Linked DNA regions of Ovis aries: region 1 is linked to region 2. Evidence: chromatin contacts called from public Hi-C data. All regions are on one chromosome and are shown on one strand. Each heading gives the region's core, a stretch centred on a gene start, on an enhancer-like site or on the middle of the called end of the contact. The rest is flanking DNA. Distances are from core to core; before and after follow the strand shown.

Region 1 (7,581 bases), core at 1,525-4,024, 65 kb before region 2:
GCTGAGAATCACTTCTTTATGCCTTTTGTTTGTAAATTCTGTCTGCCAGGAGCACCCTCTCCATCTGCTGGGTGCCCTTCAGGGGTGTCCCAGCCTCTAATCTTGCTCCCGACATCCACTCTCAATATAACAGCCAGAGTTTTCTCAAAAACATCCAACATGACAGTCCTTGCTCAGAACCCTCCATGACTCTCAGCTCCATTTAGAATAAAACCTGCCCTTGATTTTGTTAGGTCCCAGGGAATGCTGGGCTTTCCCCTGCTTCAGTCTGGATGGCTGAAAGGCCTTTGCTCTGACAGTTACCAGCTCTGGTCCAGCTCTCCTCCTCAGAGAGGTTTCTGTCCCCAGGCACCAGAGAACCCTTGACTGTATCACCCTGTGCTCTGCTGAATCCAAGTCGTACCTGAGCCACATCTGAGCTGGAACCCGGGCCTTGCCTCTGACTATCTGGGTGACTTTGGGCAAACCCCGCACTATCTGTGCACTTTTGTCTCTCAGCCACAGCAGAGGGCTAATGGTGCCAGTGCGGAGACTGGTTGTACTGACTGCATGAGAGCCTGCAGCAGCAGAGCGGCTGGTGCGAACCTGCTTGACAAATGGTCATTGTTATGCCACTCATTCATCCAGCAAGGACGGGATTGATGTGTGTCCAGCCCTTGCCTGGCAGGAGCTAAGGTTCAGAGGTGCAGGAGGCAGACATTCGATGCCCGGCCGTCCTAGACTTCTCTGGGGATACTGGTGAACACCAGGAATCCCAGTCCAGTGCGATGTGCTCTGACAAGCAAAAGCACAGGGTCTGTGGGAGCGGGGAGTCTGACTCAGACTCGCGGTGAGAGTGAAAGTCGCTCCATCGTGTCTAACTATTTGCGACCCCATATACAGTCCACGGAATTCTCCAGGCCAGAGTACTGGAGTGGGTAGCCTTTCCCTTCTCCAGGGGATCTTCCCAACCCAGGGATGGAACCCAGGTCTCCTGCATTGCAGGCAGATTCTGAATACTGGAGTGGGTAGCCTATCCCTTTTCCAGGGGATCTTCCCCACCCAGGAATCGAGCCGGGGTCTCCTGTGTTGCAGATGGATTCTTTACCAACTGAGCTATCAGGGAAGCTGTGGGGAGGGGGGCAGCCCAAAACATTGCCCACCCAGTGGAGTGTTAAGACAAACACCCCCACCCTGTCAAACGCTACCTTCAGCAGCAAGGTCATTCAACACTCACCAGGAGGGGTCTTATTCTGCCTACATAATGGATCGTATTAGCTCATTCTGGTTGTGACACTAATCAGTCAGAGGATTAAAAGGCCACGGCTGCAGGTGGGCAAGAGTGAAGGTGAGGCAGCAAGTCCTGGCAGGCTCAGAGATGAAGGCTGCGGGGCCCAGGAAGAGATGCAAATGAAGGCCCTCGTACCATACACCCTAGCGCCAAGCTCCTCTGCATCTGGGCCCTGTAACCAGCCATGGAACCAAGTAAGGTAAAACCCGTGTGTTGTGTCTCGGTGTTTGTGAAGGGTGGAGCCCTCCTGAACACCGGGCCCGACGAGGGACCCCTGTGCTACCGGTCCGAGGGCAGACTTGTACCTGGGGCTTGCCGATGACGGGCAAGCGGCCCCACTGCAGGGCCGGGGAGGGCCTGAAGGGGTTCGTGGCTTGTGCGGCGGGCGCATGCGAGGTCGTGAGGAACGGCTGGACCGCCCTGGGACAGCACGGGGTTGCAAGGTACCGGGAGCCCGGGCGGTGGCTGCAAAGGGGCAGCAGGAAGAAGACGAGGTGGGAGGGCGCCTCCAGGCCAGCGATTCTAAGCGAGCGACCTGAAGGATTGCGGCGGCCCCATCGCCCGGGGCGGGAGGCCCCGGACCAGCCGGCAGCCAGACCCAGCGCTCTCCGTCCGGAAACGCGGCCCAGGCCCCCGAGACGGGTCCTTCGAGTCCCACTGAGTCACCTGGACTCAGGCGAGGGCCCCGGCCCAAGGTCACAGGGCCAAGCGGTGGAGGAGGTGGATTCGAACCGGGCCAAGGTCACAGAACCGTTCCCCGCGGGCCAGGACGGAGGTTCACTTGCCCGACGCCATCCCGAGGGCCGAACCGGGTTGCGGACCCGCGGCGGGGGCGTGGGGCGCGGGGGCGTCTGGGAGCCTGTCAAAGAGGCGGAACTCTCCTCACCGCCGGCTCGTAGTTCGCTCACCCGGCCCCGCGCTGGGCCGGGGCCCTCCGCTCGACTACAAGTCCCAGAAGGCCGCGCGGCGCGGGCGGGGAGGGGGCCGCGCGGCTCGGACCCGGGGTGACGTCACCTCCGCATCTCTCTCCCCTTGCCGCAGCCCCTCGCGGCGTCCGGGCGCTTGAGCGCGCGCGGCCTGACGGGAATCGTAGTCCCCACACCGGGCGGCCCGAGCGGCGGGTGCGGGCGCGCGGACTCCAGCTCCCGGCGTGCCCCACGAGCCGGAGGCGTGTTAACGGCGGGCAGGGAGGGCGCGGCCGGAGGGGGAGCGGAGCTCGAGAGGGCGGAGTGAGGCGGGGGGGGGGCGGTGAGGGGGGGAAGGAGGGCGCCCACACCCCTCCCCCTCCCCGCCGCTCCTTCCCCCTCCCCCGACGTAAACTGGGATCCCTTTCCCCTTGTGTCCGCCATATTGGACTCTAACTCTGGTCAGCGGCGGCGCCGGGCCCGGTGGACTCGCCGTCGCTCCCGCCCAGCCGCCGCCCCGCAGCTGCCGCCCGCCCGCCCGCCCGGAGGCGACCCCGCGCAGCGCCCTGCCCCCCCCGCCCCCCGCCCGCGGCCGGCCAGAGCGCGTCCCGCCGCCGCCTCAGCCTCCCCGCCTTCCCCGCCCTCCGCCGCCGCCCGCGGCCCCGCGCCCACTCCGCGCCCTCCCCGCCCGCCCGCCATGAGCCCGGCCGACGCCAAGCGCGGGGCCAAGCGCCGGAAGAACAAGCGGGGCGGCGGCGGCGGCTCGGGCGGGGGCAACGGCGGCGCGGGCGGCGGCAAGGCCGGCCCGGCGGCGGCGCTGCGCGGCTCCCAGGCCGCGGGCCTGGCGGCCCCGGGCGGCGCGGCGGCGGCGGCGGCGGCGGCGGCGGCGGCCAACGGGCCCCTCGGCGCGGGCGCGGGCGGCGCCGCCCCCGGAGGCTACTTTGAGGTAAGCGGCGGGGGCGGGGGCGGTAACGGTGCGGGGCCGGGCGCCGGGCGCCGGGCGGCTCGCGCGCTGACAGCCTCCCGCGGGGCCGGCGCGGGGGACCGCGGCCCCGGGCTGTGGGAGGCGCCCGGGGCCCGCCGCCGCCAGGTGCCGCATCTCCCGGGAGCGCGCGGCGCCCACCTGCGCGGCGCTGTCACGGGCCGGCCCGGGGCCGCCTCGGCCCCGCCGGGCCCGTCCTTGAGGTTTACTCGGGTGCGATTCCGGAGCCACTGGGCGTCAGGTGGAGGCGAGCGGGGCTCGCCGCGCGTGCCCACCTCCTTCCTCCGCGCCCGGCGCACGGTCATCGCCGAGCGCCTCCTCCAAGTTTTCTTGGGCTCCTGCGAAACGGTCATTTGGAAAAGAGAGACCTGGCAGTCCTCGCGAGGGGCGGCCCTGGCGCTTCACCCCCTGTTGATAGAGGTAATGAGTGGTCTGGTTACTCAGACGTATATTTGAATCGTCTTTTTTTTTTCCTTTCTTCTGTCTTTGGAGACAGTAGCACACACTGCCGCTGCTAGCTGTGGATGGCTGCCACTTTTATTTCGCTCTTGGTCACAGCACTTTGCAAGACCCAGGACTGGTACCCGGGTATGCAGTTGGCGGTCATTTCCACTTGTTCAGTCGGCTGCTGAAAGAGAATGGATTTTTCTTTTTTCAGGAGTTTGTGTTGTTAGGACTGTTTTACGTTGCTTTGAAGACATTTGCAGCAGTGAAAACAACCGAAAGCCTCGTAAGGAGTATTTATTTGTGTGCCCGTTTCTGAGACGCAAATTGTTTTATGCGGGATTGTAAATGTTGTGTTGGAACGATAGGTAGTGAGAACAGACAAGAAATCATTGCACGTGGCATGGCTCTCTGGCGCTATTATTATCTGAATACATAGTAAAGCGTGTGGGCTTTAGTTGCAGCTTATAGGGTTTTGAGTGTTCTCTGCAGTTGTTGGAACTTTCTTTATATTGTCAGCTTTGTTTTGGGTCTCACCCCTGCATTTCACAGTCTCCAGAGCTTGCCATTGTCCAGTACACTGGAGAGCGAAACTGGTGTCGTTCTTAGGATACTGGGCGAGGCTTATGTATTTGCATGGTTGGAGTGCAAATTAAGGGCCATGTTTGCTGCTTCTGGGGAGGGGAGGCAGGGAGGTCTGCTTGAGCAAATCCTTTACAAAAATGTTGATAATATTGGCTGCAGCTGGATGTAAAATACACCCATTTTTATTGATTGAATAAAAACAAATTGGTGGCACAATAAAAATTCTTACAGTAGCCTTTCATACCATTATTCTAGGTTTTAATAATTCTCACTTACTTTGCATTATTTAGCTAAAATAACCTTTTAGTTGTTATTCGAATGACACTTTTCAAACTTGGATAACTGTCTGTCTAGTATTATCTTGACAGGACTGTTTTTTTGTTGTTGTTGTTAAATTTATGAATTCAGAGTTTTGACCGTGAACCCACTATAAGAGCTAAATACCTTGAGACTTGTACACACACACCTTGCACTCACACATGTGCACACACTCTTCACACTGCAGGGTTTACAAAAGGATCCTCTGATACTTGCTGGTATCTTTTGTTTCGCTCAGTTTCATTAACAATAATGGTGGTTGTAATACACAAATTATTATGTACTGTTGAATTGTGACCTGCACCTTTGAAAACATTCTCTTCTACTATACTTTGAAGTTTTCAAGCTGTGTCTTTAGTTTTAAATGTACTTTGCAAGTGTTTTATTAATAAAACACATAAAAATACTGTTTATGGTAACAGGTGACACCAATCACAAAAGTTCTTGGTGTAATTCTGAAACTTCTGAATTGTTTCCCCTCAGATGGTGAGCTTTTTGGGACCCCTTATCTGGGGCAGAACCGGCGCCCCAAACAGTGCTGGCCAGCGAGTGACGGTAAATGGGCGCCAGCCCAGATTTCCCAGGCTTACAGTTCTTGGGGCTCCGTGTTTCCATCTCAGCAGGTCCGCCAGGGCAGAAGATACCTAAGAGAATCGAATAGGAGGGCTGTCTGGATTCTCAGGAGGGGTCTTTGCTCCCCTGCTCAGCTTGCTGCGCACGGCACCGAGCATGGACCCAGGACTGCTGCCATCAGAGGTGGCTTTCAGGCAGAGCGAGTGCTTCCATGTGCAGTTGGCTTCTACAGGGAAATGAGGACTGTGGGCCAAGTAGGAAACATAACTTAGCTTCTGGAGTCTTCGGTGCATAGCAAAACTCTGTACACAAAATATGCAAAGCTGGGGGACACAGACTTGCTAGGCTCTGTGCCCTGAGGCACAGCCTCACACTGCCCCATTTTGTAGGTGGCTTCTCGTGCTGCTGGGAGAATTAAATGGTTGGAGGCTGGCAAGTGGGCACACGGGGTTGTGTGTGAACCGGACCCTTGTTGTCAGGAAGCCAGCCTGGCTGGCTTTACAGGCACCCCGCCGCAGGATGCCGTTGATGAAGCTCTCTCAATTGTGACGCGAGGATGTAAAAATGATGGCATGCGTCTTGGCCAGTCCTGTTCTGACAGCCAAGTGTGCTGGTCTGCTCTAATGTGACGACAGAGTTAGCCGTGCGCGAAGAGTTGGCAGGTGAAGGATATTATGAAAATATCTTGCTTGTTTGCATCCCTGTTTTAAAGTATGATTTTCATAACATTCATGGTGCATTAAGTGAAGAGGGAAGCTTACGAAGTAAAGAAGTGTGTGTGGGAATGTCCTGGTGGCCCAGTGGCGAGGACTCCGCACTTTCACCTCTGAGGACATGCACTCAATTCCTGGTCAGGGAGCTGAATCCCACAGTTGCACAGCATGGCTGAAAAAGCAAAACGTTGAAGAGAACAGTGTTTGTAATAAGGATCCAATTTTGTAAAGTATCTGTGTGTATACAGATTTTTGTATTGTGGAAATTGAGCCATGAAATGAGCTGTTGGGGTATCAGTTTACATAAAGTGTACACGTATGGAGGGCTCAGATGGGCATTTAGGCCTCTTCTGTAATGCTGTTAGAGGTTTATGACAGGAAGCAGTTTGGGGTACAGATCAAGGTACATTTTCACAGTGAAGCTGCAGTTTAAAAATCAGAGAACATGGCGCACAGGGAGCATGTGTGACGACGACGTGAGTCCTTTCTCGTCGCTGGAAAAGCGGCAAGAAGATGCTATTAATGTTTCAGTTCTGCTCAGTCGTCCAGTCGTGTCTGACTCTGTGACCCCATGGACTGCAGCACGCCAGGCCTCCCTGTCCTTCACCAGCTCCTGGAGTTGACTCAGACTCATGTCCGTTCAGTTGGTGATGCCATCCAACCATCTCATCCTCTGTCCTCCTCCTGCCTTTGATCTTTTCCAGAATCAGGGTCTTTTCCAATGAGTCAGGTCTTCGCATCAGGTGGCCAGAGGATTGGAGGTTCAGCTTCAGCATCAGTCCTTCCAGTGAATATTCAGGACTGATCTCCTCTAGAATGGACTGGTTGGATCTCCTTGCAGTCCAAGGGACTCTCAAGAGTCTTCTCCAGCACCACAGTTCAAAATCATCAATTCTTCAGCGCTCAGCCTTCTTCACAGTCCAACTCTCACATCCATACATGACCCCTGAAGAAACCATAGCCGTGACTAGACGGACCTCTGTCGTAAGGTAATGTCTCTGCTTTTCAAGATGCTGTTAGGTTTGTCATAATTTTTCTTCCAAGGAGAAGGTGTCTTAATTTCATGGCTGCAGTCACCATCTGCAGTGATTTGGAAACCCAAGAAAATAATAATTAAAATGCTTATGTTCAAGGGTCATCATACAGTGTGTCCTCCTAGAGAAGGACATGGCAACCCAATCCAGTCTTCTTGCCTGAAGAACCCTATGGACAGAGGAGCCTGGTGAGCCCCAGTCCATGGCACCGCAGAGGGCTGGACGTGGCTGCAACTGGGACACGACACACAGCGTCTCCTCTGGCCAGGCGGGGTGATGGCAGACCTTGGGGCGCACTGGGGCCTGCAGCGGCCTTCGCTGCGCCTCAGGAGCAGCTGCCACGATGAGGTGATGCTCAGTCATCACTCTCGCATTCACTGTTCTTTTGGAGGGGTGCTGGGTTGGGTCTTCATCGCTTTCTTTAAAAGCAGGGGTACTTTGTAGTTGAAGTCGGTGGGCTTCTCACTGCGCAGGCCTCTCACTGTCGAGCACCGGCTCTGGGGCCCGGGGGCGTCAGCAGCTGTGGCTCCCAGGCGCCAGACACAGGCTCAGTCGCTGTGGCGCTCAGGCTTCGTTGCTCCGAGGCACGTGGGGTCTTCCAGGATCAGGCATCAAACCTGCATCGCCGCACTGGCAGGCGGGTTCTTCACCAGTGGGTCACCAGGGAAGGCCCTGGTCTGCATTTGCTTCAGTGACCTGAGGGAGTAGGTCCGGTAAAGGCCTAGAACCTTGTGTGGCTCAGCGAAGACTTGCAGCC
Region 2 (7,902 bases), core at 2,015-4,514:
CAGCATCAGGGTCTTTTCCAATAAATCAGTTCTTCGCATCTGATTTCCTTTAGGATTGACTGATTTGATCTCCTTGCAGTCCAAGGGACTCTCACGAGTTGTCTTTAGTAACCACAGCTCAAAAGCATCGATTCTTTGGCTCTCAGCTTTATATATGGTCCAACTTTCACATCCATACATGACTGCTGGAAAAACCATAACTTTGACTAGATGGACCTTTACTGACAAAGTAATGTCTCTCCTTTTTAATACGCTGTCTAGGTTTGTCATAGCTTTTCTTCCAAGGAGCAAGCGTGTTTTAATTTTGTGGTTGCATATTTTGAACTGAATGAGAATGAAACACAGCATATCAAAATTTGTAAAATGTAGCCAAAGCAGTGCGTAACAGGGGCATGTGCGGCACCAACCATCTGCAGGAGAAAGGGCTCACTGTCCTGTGCTTCCACCGTAAGAAAGTAGAGAGTCAAAGAGCCAGTTATACCCGAAGATGCTCAAAGTAATGAAATAACAGAAAAGCAAAATGCAGTAAAACAAAAGAATTTTTTCATAGGGAAAAATCCATGAAGCCAAAAGCTGACTGTCTTAATAATAAAACTGATTAACCTTAAGGCAAGCCAAAAATTTGAGTAGATACTGAATAAGCCTGTGAAAAGATATTTAATGTTTTATTGAGAAAACCACACTGAGCCAGAGCTACGCATTCACTGTGGTGGTCACAATTGAAACCTCATTGATGAGGATGTTGGTTATCTGGAACTCCTCATCAGTGCTCTTTAGGGGAGGTTTGGCAATTTGGGTTTTGTTTCTGGTCAGGCCACTTGGCATGTGGGATCTTGGTTCTCTGACCAGGGCTCCTGTGCCCCCCGCAGTGGGAGCACAGCGTCCTGACCGCCGGGAAGTCCCGGCAGCTTCTTAGAAGTTCGGCGCCCCAGCTACTCTGCTCCTTGGTGTTTATGCAAGAGGAGTTAAAGCGTGTGTTCCCAGCACGATTTCTACATGAGTGCTCGCAGCAACTGCTGTTTGTGGAGCTGAAACCGGGAGACAGGCTGCCTGTGTCCAGACAGCAGAGTGGTAAGGGAGTTGTGGCTTATCTCCAAGGGACACTGCTCCGGAGTGGAAGGAGCAGTCTCATGAGCCACACAAGGAATCATCTCCAAGTGACGACACTGTGAGAGAGGCCCGGCAACAGAGGAGATGCTGCAGGGTGCCGTTCGTTGCAGACGCCTCCAGGAGCTGGCCCGTGAATCTGTGGAGTGGGAGCTCTGCGCGGTGGCCTGGGGCGGGGCGGGAGGACGAGGCAGGGAGACAGGGCCAGACTGGCTGCCATGCTGAGCCGAGTCTCCGGGCGTCGGAGTGTTTGAAGTCTGTTCGGGACGCGTTTGCGCTCCGCCGTCTCCTTGTCTGGCTTCACAGACCGTGTCCCCAAGGGATTGCGCCTGCTCTCCAGGGTGTCTAGCTCCACGTTGTCTGGGTGGGTAATGCTCTTCACCTCTGCAGCCCGTCCTCTGCTGCCAGGGACCCCGTGCCCAGGTAGATGAGCCCCCAAAGTCTGACAGCTCTGCTCCCCTGCGCTCCCCTCACGTTTGATGACCACCCCAGAGTTCGTTGTTCTCACGCCAGGGTTTCTCTGTATGGAGAGACCCGGGTCACACACTCCTTGCATGAGCTGCCTCCTCACAGGGCCTCCAGGCTGGCTGAGCAGCCCCAGCCCCGAGCCTCCCCTCCAGCCTCGAGCCTCCCCTCCAGCCTCGAGCCTCCCCTCCAGCCTGCGCCCTGTGCCGGAAGGACCCGTGTCCACAGCCGCCACCCGCGCCAGCACCCCTCTGCCAGCTCTTCCCGTGGCTGCTTCGCCCCCGGGTCTCACTTAGCTCTGCTCTCATTAAGGCCACGCTGTCCTCGTCCGCTCTGCACCCTTGGCAACTCCGTGTCTGCACCCCGGCGGAGAAGCGCCGCGTGCAGCGGGCCGGCGGGGTTCTGTGTCTGCTGGTCCGACGTCGCTCAGGCCAGCGGGACCCGGGCGTCTGGCCCATGCATGGTCTGCGTCAGGCCCTGTGCCCGAGCCGCCCCCACTGAGGCGGCTCCACGCGCAGCCCAGCCTCTCTACTACCCCCGACGTCTGACCCCCTTCCCGGGGGCTCCGCCTTCGTAGCAGTTTCACCCCAGCCTCTTCGCGCCTTCCCTTCTCTCATTTCTCCTCCTCGCACGTTCTTTCTCCATGTCCAGATGTGAGCGAGGCCAGGCCCCGCGGCTCCCTGCCCGCTTCTGCTCTGTCCGCACCCCAAGGCTTCTGGCTTAGCCCCCCACTCGAGACGTCTCCTGAAGGAGGCCCTCGATGGCTGCAGTGACGGAGGCCATCGTCCTCAACCGCAGACGTTTTTCTTGCTCTCGCTGCTCAGTCGCTGCTGACGTTCCGACTTGAGAGCGCAGATGTCTTGCCTTGTCCTTGCGTTTGAGGAGTATTGCGCTCGCTCCCGGCAGGGATCTTGGCTTACTCACCATGTGTCTCCATGCCTGGGCCAGTGTCTTGCTCACAGTGGGTTCCCAGGAAGCCCTGTGGGGATGGACCCTGAGCTGGGTGCTCTCAATTCACTTCTGTCTCTTAACATTCTGGTTCTGCTGGGGACCTTTGTCACCTCGGGCCCAGCGTCTCCTGCTCTGGCTAGAAAGGCACCCTGCAGAGGTCTGAGGCCTGGGGCTGTTCCGCCAGCGATGGGCTTGGGACCCGTTGGGACAGAGAAGGGTGGCTGCTCCCGGGGGGCAGCTGAACGTGCTCAGCCATTAAGGTGAACACCCTCAGACATGCAGGGGCTGCTGGGCTGGGTTGGTGAAACCTAGGGCGCACCTGCGGGTGTGCTGGGTGTAAGCAGGTCTGATGGCTGGTCCTCGTAGGCGGGGAAGAACAGGTGTTACACTTCTGTGTCTTAGCGGCGCTGTCTCACCCTTGCAGTTACTCGTGCTCTCGTCTGCCCCGTCCGCCCCCTCGTCTGCGCACCGGCCCCTGGCCCCTCCAGGCCTTGCTGACAGCCTTTGGGGGCGCTCTGGCCGTGGTGGCGGCAGTTCTGTCAGTGCAGAGTCAGGCCAGCCAGCGGCGGTGTGCACCTTGGTGAGGACGGCACGGGCAGCGCCAGGGCCGGGTGCAGAGCCGGGCTGCCAGCCGGGGGAGCGGGGGAGCGTGTGGGCAATGTTCCGGCCAGAATGGCCCCGGCAGGGTCCTGGTCTGCGGGCCCTCCACCTGGCGCCAGAGGCCGCTGTCCTCCATGCACTCTGCTCAGGAACCTTGGCTGGTGAGGCTGCGTCGGGAAGGCTGTGCCTGGCCTCCCTGCTCGCCTGCGGCCAGCTGCGCCTCTCTCAGCCACTCTCTGGGATTTGCAGGGTGGCTCCGCTAAGCGGCACGTGACGCCTCTGGGCTCCTGCCGATCTGGATTAACCCTTGGCTGCTGCTTGCTCACCTGGTGACTTCAGGCCTGTTTTAAACCTGGGCGCCTGTCTGTGTGTTTTATGGCTAACATTATGTTTCTGATAGCAAGGTTGGCACTAGAGAGGATCGGGAGTCACGATCTTTCCTCTCCCTCCTGCCTACCCTCACCCTCCAGCTTAGGACCTGTTTGAAAAGCGGAGGTGGATAGTGAGGCTGGAGCTGAATTCGTAACTGCGGACACGCTTGGAGGGAGGCCGGTCTTGGATGTTTTCATGTGTGGCTGCTGTCAGGCTCCTGGATGTTTATCTTGACTTGAACTTGGGCAGCCCGCCTCAGAGGTGGCTTGGCTCTGTAGGTGCACTCAAGCTAGATTGCCGCCCCAGCCTTGAGCCCTGAGTGCAGACCCCTCTAGAACCGGGGCTTCGACCTCTGTTGCTGTTCGTGGCTGGACTGAGCAGCCTGTGGAATCTTAGGTCCTCAACCCAAGCCCTCATCAGTGAAAGCAAGGGGTCCTAACCACTAGACCCCTGAATTTTGGAATTCCCTGAACTTTGTTGATGGTTAAAAGAAAAAAGAAACTGCCCGAATGCTTTCTCAGTCTGAATTGAGGCTAACGCTTCCTAGCATGTGGGGGAAACACAGAAGGCTAGGTGAAGGGGTGAAGACAGACTTCTGCCTCCTCCTCAGATGTTCTTTCTGGTGTCGCTCTTTTGTTTGAGGTATGTATTATGAGTCTCTAGAACGCTCAGCACAGCTCCATCCACAGAGTCCCAGTTTGGTGTTTCTCAGTGTGGACGCGTGTGCACTGAAGTGTGAGAGCGGTAAGGTTTGAGTGGCCCTGGCTTTGTGGCTCATGTTTTGAAAACACTTTGTTTTTCTTTTTTCTGTTCCAGACTCCTTTTAATTTTGGCATGAATCATAGAACACCACCCTACCCTGCTGGGGATTACTGTCTTCTGTGCAGAAGTGAGCGGAAAGACTCTCCGTTCTTAGAGAGTGGCGTGAAGACCGCGAGCAAGCTGGCCCTGTCCGTGGCGCCCAAGGGCAGCAGCGCGCTGCACCTGCCGCTCTGGGTGTGCCCCGACTGCCGGCGGACCGTGGAGAAGGGCGAGCGCCACGGCGGCCCCGAGCAGCCGGCGGTGAGTGCCCGCGGGGCTGCGCCCGGCCCGGCGCCTCCTGCGCTGCCCGCAGGCCGGCCCGTCCGCGAGCTCGGCGGCCCACAGGGCGGGTCTCAGCGTTTCACAGCCGGTCGCAGGACTTCTTTGGCGGTACAATCTGTTGAAACCTAGGCGGCTGTGTGTGCGCTCAGCCCTAGGCGATCCCGCTGCTGGTGACCCTCCATGAGCTTCTCTCCCAGATGCATTCTTAGGCCAGGCCCCCCGCCCCACTCTGCCCCTCCCTTTTCAAGCCTCAGCTCAATGGAGCCTTCTTGAGAGCATCAGCATCTTCAGCCCAGACAGCGTCTTCGTGGGCCCTGGTTCCGAAAGGCCTTTGGTTTTTCTTCTTGAAGCAATTCATGGCTGTGCTGGGTCTTGGCAGCTGCCCTTGGGCCCCATCCAGCGTGGAGCGCAGGGGGCTGCGGGCTGCGGGCTTCCGCTGCAGTTCTTGCCATCGTAGAGCACACGCTGGTGGGCACGCGGGCTCTGGAGCGGTGGTGCTCGTCGGGCTTAGTCACCCCGTGGCATGTGGGACCTTCCCAGACCAGGGATTAAACCCGTGTCCCCTGCACTGGCCGGCAGAGCCTTAGACGCTGGACCACCATGGGGTCCCGAAAGGGCTTTCAGACCTGGCCTTTGGGATCTGGAGGGAGTTGCCTTGCAGCCATGCGAGGCCCCGCGCTCTCGGCCATCTGTACCTTTGATCCCCGCCTGCTGACTGTTTCTGAGCAGTGGTCTCTGTGCTCCTGCCCCTGCATGCAGCCGTGGCAGCCCCCCCCCCCCCCCCCCGCCCCCGGCACTTCCTGCTTCCTGCCCTGAGGCTGCTGTCCACTTGAGCCCCTACTCAGGCCCGCTGCTGCCTGGTGGAAACCCCCTCCCTGCCTTCCGCTGAGCTGTGGCTTCTATTTGAGGGTTTCCCGGGAGGCAGCGCCAGCTCACGCGCTGGCTCCTGGCATAGAGCTGCAACAGCTGCAGCTCAGAGCCCCGTCGCTGTCAGGAGTGGGCTTCTCACTGGTGTGGCTCCCGCGCAGCCCTCTTTCCTGCCCTGCTCTCCTCAGCGCTGCTTTCTAATGTGCTGTGTACCTAACGCGCTCACTTTGTCTTTCCTTCACTGGGATATGCGCTCCAAGAGGGCAGCTCTTTCTGTGTATTTTCTCGCCAGAAGCAGGGCTCGGTTAGTCAGTTCAGTCCTCAGTTGTGTCCCAGGGACTGCAGTGCGCCAGGCCTCCCTGTCCATCACCAGCTCTGCCCTCAGACATCTTGGGCACCAGAACGAGTGGATGAGCGCGTGAAGAAATGAGCGGATACAGGATGAGAGACTAAAAGGCTGGCCCGGGCGGCCTTAGCTTCTTCACCTGCAGAGCTTTGTGCTTTTAGCACCTTATTTCACTCTCGTTTCCTTTCTTGTTCACTTTAAGTGTTTGGTCTTTTTTCAGTTTTGTAGTAGTTCAGTCAGTCTTGTCCAACTCTCTGCGACCCCATGGACGGCGGCACACCAGGCCTCCCTGTCCATCACCATCTCCCGGAGCTGCACAGACTCATGTCCATCGAGTCGGTGATGCCATCCAGCCATCTCATCTCTGTCAGTCCGTCTGTTCTTGCCCTCAGCCTCCCCCAGCACCAGTCTTTTCTAACAAGTCAGCCCTTCGCATCAAGTGGCCAAAGTATTAGAGCTTCAGCTTCAGCATCAGTCCTTCCAATGAATATTCAGGATTGATTTCCTTTAGGATTGACTGGTTTGATCTCCTTGCAGTCCAAGGGCCAAGTCCAACTTCTCCAGCACCACAGTTCAAAAGCATGAATGCCTTGGCGCTCAGCCTTCTTAATGTTCTGACTCTCACATCCGTACGTGACTGCTGCAAACACCATAGCTTTGACCATACGGACCTTTGTCCGCAGAGTGGCGTCTCTGCTTTTGAATGTGCTGTCGAGGTTTGCCCTCAGCTGCTTAATGGAGGTCTGTTTAGCATTCCTGATACTTGTTTGCTCTCTGTTCGCTTCCAGTGGGCGTTCTTGAGTCTCCCCCAGCTCACGCATTCTCTTTGCTCCCCGAGCTTTCCTGTCTTCGGCTCCTGTTTCCAGTCCAACTCCTCTGCAGCGGCCTGACTGCCTTGGGGGAATAGTTGCTCTGTCCGTCCTGGTTTGGAGGCAAGTGGAAAGGCCTGGCATGGCCCATCAGTCTTTCCAGGATGAGAGTGTCGTTTCCTGACTCTCATTTTGCCTGGACGATGCATCCGCAGATGAGACTTCTCTCCTCATCAGAAAGTGGTCCTGGGGGCCCCCGAGGCGTCATGTCAGCCAGCGCCTGTGGGTTTAAACCTTCTGCTGCTGTTGTGTGGTGGGCTTCTGTGTTCAAGCTGCTTAAGACTGCTGAACGTTGTTTTTCCCCAGTGAGACGTAACTGACATCTAGTAAAGCCCACCCATCTGGAGCGTGTGTGTGGTTCCCTGGGTTCTGAGAGGTTGGTGCAGTCGTGTGCACACTGTCACCACGGCTGAGACACGGAGCCCCCAGACGGCGCCCTGCCCGCTGGGTGGTGGCCCTCCCCCCGCAGCCCCTGGCGCGGCCTCTGTCCGCGAGGCTCTGCTGCCTCCAGGGCGCCGCGTGTGCCGCTTCGCCTGGTGGAACGCTCCGAGCGTTGTGCGCCTTGTTTCCACTGCGTGAGCTGTAGAGACAGGCTGCAGCTGTGTGGGCCTGCTCATCGTCGGTGTGTGTTTCTGTCATCCCCAGACTTGGACTGCTCTGAGGCGAGCTGTTGTGAGCGTCCTTGCGCAGGTCTCTCTGCAGACAGCCTCTGTACGCGCTACTGGCCTGGTTTGCTCCGGTCTGGTTGAGAACTTGGCATCTGCCTGTGAAGGGAATCAGCCTCATTGAGGCGCCTGGAAGGCGTCCTGTCTTGTAGTCTTTTGGAGCCTCGTAAAGTGAGTTGAGATGTGCTGCTGCTCCTGGTCTTCTCTGGAGAGTTTGTTCAGTGGTGGGGGCGTGTGTGGTGGTGGGGGCGTGTGCAGGGTCAGTGGTGTGTATGGTGTTGGTGATGTTTGTACAGTGTCGGTGGGGTATGTATATTGTAGTGGCCGTGGTGTGTGTGGTGGGGGCGGTGTGTGCAGGGTCAGTGGTGTGTATGGTGTTGGTGGGGTGTATGTATTGTAGTGGCAGTGGTGTGTAGTGGTGGCGGGGGTGTGTGTATATAGTGGGGTGTGTCTGTAGCGGGAGTGGGGGTGTGTGTATATAGTGGGGTATGTGTGTGTAGTGGTGGCGGGGGTGTGTATATATAGTGGGGTGTGTGTGTGTATATAGTGGGGTATGTGTGTGTGTAGCGGTGGCGGG

What was found. A called contact is a pair of places that touch in the nucleus more often than the background predicts.
Region 1: a Hi-C map of hypothalamus shows a contact between it and region 2, with 1.8 times the contacts expected there. The contact joins the promoter of FAM193A here to the enhancer-like site in region 2. A contact is called at or near these places in 3 of 16 Hi-C or Micro-C datasets (hypothalamus, muscle and tail adipose tissue).

The regions. Positions count from the first base shown.
Region 1 is chr6:116,877,870-116,885,450 of ARS-UI_Ramb_v3.0, reverse strand. FAM193A (family with sequence similarity 193 member A) reads left to right here and starts at 2,774. Exons shown (of 18, transcript XM_060417466.1): 1 at 2,774-3,121. The coding sequence starts at 2,873. LOC121819857 (a long non-coding RNA gene) reads right to left here and starts at 2,085. Exons shown (of 2, transcript XR_006060230.2): 1 at 1,576-2,085.
Region 2 is chr6:116,813,088-116,820,989 of ARS-UI_Ramb_v3.0, reverse strand. It overlaps FAM193A (family with sequence similarity 193 member A), which reads left to right. Exons shown (of 18, transcript XM_060417466.1): 2 at 4,312-4,557. Among named protein-coding and RNA genes, the nearest start is that of FAM193A, 66 kb to the left of the region's middle. Within about 2 kb of position 3,264, at least 4 of the 54 cell types and tissues checked have an H3K27ac peak or open chromatin away from gene starts, as enhancers often do. A contact at or near this core is called in hypothalamus, where this site is marked.